Linked DNA regions of Zea mays: region 1 is linked to region 2. Evidence: chromatin contacts called from public Hi-C data. All regions are on one chromosome and are shown on one strand. The core of a region is the stretch at or near the end of the contact, and the rest is flanking DNA. Distances in the headings are between cores, read along the strand shown.

Region 1 (5,274 bases), core at 2,519-5,018, 580 kb after region 2:
TGCTGACCCTCCTTTTGTCAGTTTTAGTAGGCATTTAAAGGCTGTTTGTGGATGCACATCACGAAATTCAAAAACCACGAGTAATGTTAATTAGCTTCATCGGTGTGCTTGTACTGTCAGTTACTCAGTTAGCCAGTTAGCCCTTGAACTCAAGCTGCGTCTGGAAGTTTAGTTTGCAAGATATTGTTCTGTTTGTGTACTTTCAATTGGCCAGTTAGCCTTGAACTCTTGCTGCGGCTGGAAGTTTAGTTTTGCAAGATATTGTTCTGTTTGTGTACTGTCAATTGCCCAGTTAGCCTTGAACTCTTGCTGTGGCTGGAAGTTTAGTTTGCAAAACATTGTTCTGTTTGTTCCACTATCTTTGAGATCCGGCCATTCAAGTCCAGAAAAACTGCCACTGAAGGAAATTTTCTTAGTTTTTTCCCATGCCCCAAACCTCCATTCCAAAGGGTGCTATGGTACCAAGAATCCCAAGTTTTTCCCGTGAAATTTCTTTGATCCAAAGGAGCCCTTAGCTTGGATTGCAGATGTTACTGAAGCACGTGAGCACTACCTTGGGTGTAGTCAGTCTCATTCACTGTCACCCAAGTCAAGTTTTGTGGTGCTGATAATTTTGATAATACCACCCTCTAGTCCTTTAATACCATTTATCATGTTCTAATCTACCAACAATTATCCATAATACCATAGCAAGGGACATGTCAGCCACCATTACAATGACTTGTTGATAGTGCCTCCAGTTTATATCGAAATTCTTTCATTCAGTGCGATTACTAGTGTATAGTACTATAGTATAGCTGCTGTAGGTGATCTTGAGGTCATTTTACATTCTAACTTGTTTATTTTTTATACCATACTAATTTAACACTCAAAACAGGTAGACAACGAAATAGTGAGTAATGTCAAGTAGTTCCATTACAGCATCTAATGCCAATAATGTGAAGTTATGAATGTCACTAATAACGAAATTTCACTTGTAGACTGTGCTGCTATTTTCGTGCATCCTAGCATTTCTACTGAACTACACTATCTTCTGGAACACAATCCTGAATTCTGCACTCACACAATCGATGTGTGGGAACTTGAAGGTACGGCTGCCATCCAGTTATTCCACGCAAAACATTCTTCAGCAGTGATATTCATGCGCGATGTTTCTGCAGGATTTCTTCACCGTTGGAATTGGTTGGGTGCTATTTGGTGGACTTCCTTTTGATCTTGTAAGTTTTGGGTCTTGTTTCTATGCCACTTATCTTTGTATAATCTCCCAGTGAATACTGAACCCAAAGTTTTCGTGTGCAGCTTAATGTTATAGGACAAGGACTAGGCTTTCTGGGCTCTGGATTGTATGCCTACTGCAAGATCAAAGGAAAGTAGACGCTGATGTCTAGTGGGATCAACTGGGGGTAGACGGTGGTGTGACTTGGTGTTTCATTCAGGGCCAGTGTGCTTAACAAAAGTAGCGTTGTTTATGCTGTTTGCTCCTACATATGGGAGAGAAATTTTGTAGGTTTCCTGTATGTATTAGACTTCAGCCCTAATGAACACTGCAAAACTGAAAAGGAAATAGAGTATACCGAATTTTTACTGTTACCTTATGAGTTATGACCGTTTCTCTTTTAAACTCGAATAGACGTGCAAAATACAATGAACTTATGTAGAAGACCCAGAAACTTTCATAGCTTACTAAAAAATCTCAGTATCCGTTTCACAAATCAATGATGCAACTACATCAAATACAGGTTTTGCAATGTACACGTTGCTTACTCAAAACATAGAAAAAGTGAGAATGCATGTCATCACAGATATCGCACTATAATCTGTAATCCGTAAAACAAAACTTTCATAGCTTTAGAAAAGCTCAGAGGTCATATAACAAACTTATGCATCTAGAGCCTATATAAGCCGGCAGTTCAAATAGAACTGAGATCTCTTGCGCGCACCAAAGACGTAGCACATTTTTTCCCATTGCCTAATCTATCACTGTTAAGCCAATCGAAAATTACTCGGTTGGCTTATCTGGGTCATCTTCCTCAGGTTCTTCCGTGTCTGGATCGTCCTCTTGTGGCTCCTCCTGAGGTGGTGCTTGTTCTTCCTCTTCCTCTTCATCATCATCCAGAGGATCATCAGCTGGCAATGGATGCGGTAATGGTGTCTTCATTGGGCTGAACTTAGGGAAGATATCAGGTCTCCTCCCAGGTTTTGGTCTCTCCCATTCCTAGCAACATTCAAACGACAGTAGAAATTAATGTTGATGTCAACATATAGAAGCGAAAAAAGTGTATGGAACATTATATCTAAATCAGTACAGTCATGTTTGAACGTTATTTTTCTAGGCTGGACAGATCGTCCACACTAGATATAATGACTCTACTGATTATATCAGATCGTCCCAAGGGAATAATCATTGGGAAAAGCTGCAATAGATCTCCAATCGTTATTTTGGTTGTACAAAAAATCATTACCAAGAAAGGCTAGGATTAGTATCCTCATATATCAGACCATGTAATCCATACAATCGTGAAGCCATTTACATAGTCTGGCCTTAGTTCACCTAAACAGCTCATGACTGCTCGTCATAACATTCTATCACTTTAATGATGGAAGTCTTACAAACAAAAGAATATACACAGAAGCTACACATTCGGAAGACAGGCACTGCTAAAGGACATTTAGGGCTTATTTGTATACTGTAATCAGTATTTAGGGGCGAATATAAATTTGATGCTCCAAATATCTATCAGCACAACGAGCTACTAGCTGCAAAACAACCTCAAGAGTCTATGGCAATAAAGATTTATGTTTGGACAGATGAATGTATTACATTCATAATAGAGCAGAAGGTTAGGAGTTATCATTTCGTAGGGGTACCTTCGCCAGAGAGATACGAAATGGCAAAACCCTAAAAAAATAGATGAAGGCTGAATCCACGTCTGGAAGCTAAAGCATAAGGGCCCGTTCGGTTCACACGGAATGGAAGACTGGAATAGTTCCTACCCAAATTGCTTATTTAATTTGTATAAGGGCCCGTTCGGTTCACACGGAATGGAAGACTGGAATAGTTCCTACCCAAATTGCTTATTTAATTTGTATAAGTTTTGATCAACAGGAACAATTCTTGGTGCATTCCTGCAGAAACGAACAGGCCTAAGCATAATCCTACCCAACCGGAAGAACCTGTCCACACAACTTATGTACCATTCCTACTGATTTTGTCTACCCCAGTCCCTAAACCGGTTCTTGGTCAGTTTAACGGACCCAAAAGATAAGCCTCCTCCAATCCTACCAGGACAAGCTGCTAAATCAAATGAAGTGAAGGAAAGTTGAAGGGCACGAGAATTACGATGGGGAAATCCAGGGGCGACCGCTTCGTAATCTTCTCCTCATCAGGGGCCGCGCAGACCACGAGGGCGTTCCACCTGCACCGCTTACTTCCGGGAACCGGCACGCGCGCGAGGGCGGAGGCCGACGTGGAGACGCCGAGGGCGCTGGGCGCAGCCGCCATGGGCGGGGCGGCGGGCGGTGCCGAGAGACACCATGGGGACGTCATGCAGGAGGGGAGCTCAAGGGCCCTCGCTTCGCTTGGGCTGTTGGCTGGAGGAGTCGGGTTGGAATTTGGGTTCCGCCTCCGTGTGGCTTGGTGGAGTAGCGGTGGCTTGCGAGTTGCGATTGTGAAGAGAATTTGACAAACATGCACCGACTACGGCGGGCTTCAGACTTTTGGCACTGTTATCGTGACAATTGAAATCGTGGCACTATAATCCTTCATGTTTTGAAGATTTAGCATCGGGCCGCTTAATGGTTATTAGCATTTTTGCTCTTCTCTTCGTGCCATCGTGCCGTTACTTCCCTCGGCGCTGTCATCCTCTACCGTATTTCATTCTCCCTTTCCTCTTTGTCGCCCTGGTCGTCATCTTCCTCCCTCGGCTCTGTTCATCGCGCACTGCGGTGCCTTCCTCCCCTGTCCTTCACTGGATCTTGCCCTTCCCTGCTGAGCAGGTTCCGCCTCAGGCGGATCCTGCGCCTGTGATCCATTGCCGCCCCGCCGACGCTGGTGAGCTCTCCTACTTCTGTAACCCTAGGGTTTGCAGATTAGGCTACCGTCATGGAACCTGCCGCGGAGCTATGTGCCTAGAACCTGTCCGCGTCCGTTGCTGCAGCCCGTGACACAATGAATGCTTCTGCTACCGCTTGTATAGTTGCTGGTGATTACTGCGCCACATTTTCCTTAGGTAACGATGTGGTTTCTACGCTTGATGTTCTTGAATCCGCTGTGGCGGCGGAAAAAAGTGCTATGCGTTCTTATCAACAGGCGAGTGCAGCCGTCGTTTGTGCTAAGGAGACATTGGCCAAATACTGTGAGGTTTGTATTCTCAAACTTTTACTGAGCCAGGCAACGCTTGAGATATGTTTGGCATGTGATTTGTTGCAGCCCTGTGATGGAATTGTAGAAACTTGAGTGCTGTTTTCAGGCTTCTAAAACATGTGAGGTGATATAATTGCTTAGCCTTGTGATTGAATTGTAGAAAGCTGAGTGCAGATTTCAGGCTTCTGATAATTTGAGATGATCAAGTTGCTTAGCCCTGTGATGTTTTCTTTGAAAATAGTGAACTGTATACTACACTTGTTCTTTTTTTGCTGAAAAATTATTGAGGGCAATTGGATCTTTGTGATGACAGTTGAACTGAGGCCATGGTTGCAAAATTCTCTGTTTGATGATGTTTCATTGAAAAAATTGACCTGAGGCTTGTGATAATGTGAGATGATCTACTTGCATAGCCCTATGATGTTTTCTCAAAATAGTGAACTGTATACTACACTTGGTTTTGTTTGCTGAAAATTACTGAGGGCATATGGCTTTTTGGAGGCTTCAGATTATTGGCAGTATGGCTATTTGTCTGAAAACAACACTATGATGATATGTGGCAGTTTGAGGGCATATGTTCTGATCCTAAACCCTCAATTGAGGGTATGTGCCTGTTTGTTCAGTTGCCCTATGATGTTTTCTTTCAAATTTTAGAAATGTATACTACATATGATGTTTTTAAAAAAAAACTGAGGGCATATGGTTGTCTTGTTCAGTTATCAGTTCACTTTGGCAGTATGGCTATTTGTCTCAGCCTATTTGTTGTTGTGCTGTTGTGACCCTAAACCCTCATTCATGTTTACAGCTGCCTGTTTGTTCAGCTGAGGGAATGTGCCTGTTTGTTCAGTTGTCAGTTGCCCTATGATGATTTCTTTGAAATTTTAGAACTGTATACTACATATGATGTTTTT
Region 2 (4,936 bases), core at 1,332-3,831:
ATCAGTACCCAATTGTATGAATGCCCACATGTGCAACATTGACAAGTAATCATACTCATGCTACTGAAAAATGGACACAATTTTCTTGTAGTGAAAACAAGTTCACTTCTGATGGACTAAAACCTTGGGGACTGCCATATAAATATGGACTCAGTAGCAGCACTGCAGCAGTTACTGCCCCAAAACAAAACTAAGTACTTGGTCTACAAAACTGACTTCGATATCGATGGAAGGAGCCCCAGGAAACCCAAGCTGCGACTGCAGTTGCAAATGCATATTCTACTTCAAAAGTGAATTTAAGATCAATTTGATGCTTTAATAGTTCAATATAGTCTACAGTCATATACAATAATCATTAGTCAACTCTTGGATCAGCTCCAACATAAATTGGCATTGTTTTACAATCTCAAGAAAAATAAGGATTTATAACAAAAAGAAAAAGAAAAATCAATGCTCACTGTGGTTCTCAATGATTGCTGCTACATGGGGAAAACTTATCAGTGGCATCCATTGGTTTTATGCCACATTAATAAGCACTTTATTAACAGGGACCATGGATGGCCAAAAATGGGAATCAACATGATTGGAAGAGGCAGCAGCTACTTATATAAGATAGAAAGTGTGCCTGTCATCCACAAGGACAACTAGGGCAGTCTATATGAGAGCAATAGTTATAAAACACACCTAACATATAGAAGTTATGCCAATGTATTCATTGACTGCCTGATTGGTACATTACCTATTAGCTATGTTTCTAAGTACAAATTAAGAATTGATTTTTATGGTGAAATTTTCATTAATTACAAATGAATGGCAAACTTCAAATGCATGTCTAGATTTCACCATTACAATTCCCAAACCAATTCAATCAAGCACCTCTGACGGTTTGACCATTAATTCACAATTGTTCAATCATTTAAGTATCTAAAAAAATTGTGCAGAGCATGCAGGTGTACACGTGCTTAGTTTCCTACAGCATTTTACCAAGTTTCACTCCACAAGCAGTTCAATGTATGTCCGAACAGAATCGATAAAGTCAATTTCAAAGCTAACATATGAGGAGCAAAAGCCCTAGTGCTTACCCCGTGGATAAACAATAAGACGGCAATCTCGATTCCCAACTTGAAACCGTCTGCTTTTGATACACAGACCCGCGATCTTGCGCTTTTTGAGAAGCTCCTTAAGTCTTGTGAAGCTTTCAATCCTCCACACAAACTTCCCAAAGTGTCCATCTGACTTCCTAGCCCCAGCACGCCCACCACCAGCACCACATATTCCAGGAACCATTGGCAAGCTCCGACTGAATGAGTTTGACTCCTTTATGACATGCACTGAGGCACTAAACACCACAGCTCCATCTACAAGGTATCCGCCGTCAGCAGCCAAAAACTCATCCATCTTGATGTATTCTCCCCAACCAAGACTGGCACTGTCCGCACCAAACCGACCATATGAGTCCTTGTGGATATGGCTCCCACCAGACCTCTGATTAAGGATCGAAATGCGGAAAAGACACCAGCACCCACGATCACCATCTGGCACACCACTCCCTGTACCACCTGATGCCAATGCCGATGACCCGGATGCTACCTGCACAACAGGCTCCTTGCTTTCCAGACAAACAGATAAATGCTCTGCGCCAGATACATTGCTCTGATAGACGCTAATCCGGAGCCCACAGTCAGTCCCGCCAGCAGAGGCAGATGCAGGAAAAAATGCAGGGCTCATGATCTTCTGTGTGCGGATCATTTCTCGGAAGAGGCCAAAATTGAGCACCTTCCAGTTAAAACGACCGTCGGCATCGGAGAAAGAGGCCGCCTCAGACAGCACAGATATGTCAGCAGAAATGACGAGGGCATCGTGGGGCTGGAAGAGGAAGGGGGCGGAGGAGGAGGGCGCGAAATCGCACCATCCGTGGGAGCGCTTCTTGGACGAGAATCGGTGCCAGGAATCGCGGCCCAGCGACTTGGCTGGATCGGTGGGGTGGACTACGGAGAGGCGGTAGCTGAGGAAGCAGTCCCATTTGGAGGAGGTGGTGGTCGTGGTGGATGACGACGACGACACCGGGGCTTTGGGGTCGAGGACCTGTAGGTAGAGGGAGAGGTACCCCGGCAGCGCCTGCGAGTCGCCCCGCGGGTAGAGGAGGAGGCGGCAGTCGAAGCCGCCGACCTCGAAGTATCGGCTGTAGAAGGTGCGGGCGCGGGTGCGGGGGAAGTCCGGGAGCGTCCACCGGCAGGAGGCGGAAGCGTCCCCACGGCGGTCGACCGTGAACGTCGCCGACGTTGAGTCGGACGGCGAAGGGGATGGGTCATCGGTGGTGACGGTAACCGCCGCCACGGCGGCGGCGGCGGCGGAAGTGGTGGGCTTCATGGATTGGGGATTTTTGGTTTGTTTTTCGGGGTGTGTTTTCTCCCTATTCTTTTTCCTTGGTCTTTGGCTCATGGAGATGCAGGACAGGAGCGATGGCTTGGTTGGGGTCTTGGGGAGGCGAGGAAGGTGTTGCTAGCGTGCTGTTTTTTTATTTGTTCATTATTTCTGTTTTCCTATCCTTCCGTATCTTTATTTTTGCTAATCAAAATAATGTCACATACGAATGTATCATACACCTTTCACATTTTCTCTCCTACTAGAGTTAAAATGTGTTATATGAGTAAAAGGATTTTTGGTGTGAGGAAGGGCAGGGTATCAGGTTTTATGACCTAACTAGTCGGTTGCTCGTGCGTTGCGACGGTTTACATGTAAATTATCTATAAAAAAATTCAAGATTTTTTATTAAAGGTCTCCGCCCTCCATATAATTTTTTTTATTTAGCTAACTGATGTTATTGTTTACTCCATCCAATATGTATTGGTACAACACGGCCAATGAAGTGAGCGATGAGAAGAGAGTTCACAACGAATGATTGAACGAACATATATTATAAAATTACATAATTGTCGGCGTTTCGAGACCGGGGGTCCCTAAGCCGACGAGTGAGTGTGCTGCGTGCCCCAGCCCAGATGGGTCGAGCGCGTGGGCGAGCGCGAAGGGGGAAGAGGCGAGGTGGCCGGAGACGGGCGTGAGAGAGGTGGAAGTCCCGCGGCCTTCGTGTTCGTCCCGCGCCCAGGTCGGGTGCGCTTGCAGTAGGGGGGTTACAAGCGTCCACGCGGGTGAGGGAAGCGAGCGGCCCCAAGAGAGCGCCTGTCCCGTCCTCGGTCCCGCGCGGCCAACCTTCTCTAAGAAGGCCCTGGTCCTTCCTTTTATAGTCGTAAGCAGAGGATCCAGGTGTACAATGGGGGTGTAGCAGAGTGCTACGTGTCTAGCGGAGGGAGAGCTAGCGCCCTAAGTACATGCCAATGTGGCAGCCGGAGAGATCTTGGCACCCTGCTGGTGTGATGTCGTGGCTGTCGGAGGAGCAACGGAGCTTGGCGGAAGGACAGCTGTCGGAGCGGTCGAGTCCTTGCTGACGTCCACCTGCTTCCGTAAGAGAGCTGAGAGCCGCCACCGTCATAGAGCTTGGGAGGCGCCATCATTGCCTATCTGGCGGAGCTGGTCAGATGGGACACCGGTCTTGTTCTCTGCGGCCCGAGTCGGCTCGGGGTAGAGTGGTGATGGCGCTCCCTGTTGACGTGGCGGGCCCGCGCCCGAGGCCGGGCGACGTGGGGGCTCCTCCGAAGCTGGGGTCGAATTTGTCTTCCGTTGCCGAGGCCGAGTCCGAGCCCCTGGGTCGGGCGAGGCGGAAGTCGTTCGTCAGAGGCCAGGGCGGAGTCCGAGCCTTGGGGTCGGGCGAGGCGGAGTTCGTCGTCTTCCGGGGCCGAGCCCGAGTCCGAGCCCTGGGGTTGGGCGGAGCGGAGTTCGCCGTCTTCCGGGTCTTAGCCCGAGTCCGAGCCCTGGGGTCGGGCAGAGCGGAGTTCGCCGTCTTCCGGGTCTTAGCCCGAGTCCGAGCCCTGGGGTCGGGCGGAGCGGAGTTCGCCGTCTTCCGGGTCTTAGCCCGAGTCCGAGCCCTGGGGTCGGGCGGAGCGGAGTTCGCCGTCTTCCGGGTCTTAGCCCGAGTCCGAGCCCTGGGGTCGGGCGGAGCGGAGTTCGCCGTCTTCCGGGTCTTAGCCCGAGTCCGAGCCCTGGGGTCGGGCGGGGCGGAGTTCCCTATGGCGCCCCTGGCGAGGCCTGACTGCCTGTCAGACTCACTCTATCGAGTGGCACTGCAGTCGGAGTGGCGCAGGCGGCGCTGTCCTTCTGTCAGACCGGTCAGTGGAGCAGCGGAGTGACGGCGGTCACTTCGGCTCTGCCGGGGGGCGCGCGTCAGGATAGAGGTGTCAGGCCACCTTTGCGTTAAATGCCCCTGCAACTCGGTCAGTCGGTGCGGCGATTTAGTCAGGGTTGCTTCTTAGCGAAGCCAAGGCCTCGGGCGAGCCGGAGATGTGTCCGCCGTTAAAAGGGGGGCCTCGGGCGAGACGGAAGTCCCTCGAGGTCGGCTGCCCGAGTCCGAGGCTAGGCTCGGGTGAAGCGTGATCGAGTCACTCGTATGGACTGATCCCTGACTTAATCGCACCCATCAAGCCTCTGCAGCTTTATGCTGATGGGGGTTACGAGCTGAGAATTAGGCGTCTTGAGGGTACCCCTAATTATGGTCCCCGACAGTAGCCCCCGAGCCTCGAAGGGAGTGTTAGCACTCGCTTGGAGGCTTCCGTCGCACTTTTTTGCAAGGGGACCAGCCTTCCTCGGTTGCATTTTATTCCGGTGGGTGCGCGCGAGCGCACCCGCCGGGTGTAGCCCCCGAGGCCTCGGAGGAGTGGTTTCACTCCTTCGAGGTCTTAATGCCTTGTGTAACGCTTCGGCTGGTCTGGTCGTTCCCTCATGCGAACTGGCCGTAGCCCGGGTGCACGGTCGGGGCCCAAGTTCTCGGGCTGGTATGTTGACGCTGTCAACGGTTCGGCCGGAGCCGGGTCTGCGAGAGCAG

The links. Hi-C and Micro-C count contacts between places; a contact is called where the count stands out from the background.
Region 1: a Hi-C map of endosperm shows a contact between it and region 2, with 2.0 times the contacts expected there. The contact joins the promoter of LOC103653759 here to the promoter of LOC103655564 in region 2. A contact is called at or near these places in 2 of 25 Hi-C or Micro-C datasets (endosperm and tassel).

What each region holds. Positions count from the first base shown.
Region 1 is chr4:143,272,354-143,277,627 of Zm-B73-REFERENCE-NAM-5.0, forward strand. LOC103653759 (cell surface glycoprotein 1) reads right to left here and starts at 3,769. Exons shown (of 2, transcript XM_008680571.4): 1 at 3,341-3,769; 2 at 1,672-2,215. The coding sequence starts at 3,547. The coding sequence ends at 2,000. LOC100272770 (Nucleotide/sugar transporter family protein) reads left to right here. Exons shown (of 10, transcript NM_001308272.1): 8 at 981-1,088; 9 at 1,161-1,217; 10 at 1,300-1,601. The coding sequence ends at 1,374.
Region 2 is chr4:142,690,518-142,695,453 of Zm-B73-REFERENCE-NAM-5.0, forward strand. It overlaps LOC103655564, which reads right to left and starts at 2,582. Exons shown (of 10, transcript XM_020552629.2): 1 at 1,083-2,582. The coding sequence starts at 2,442.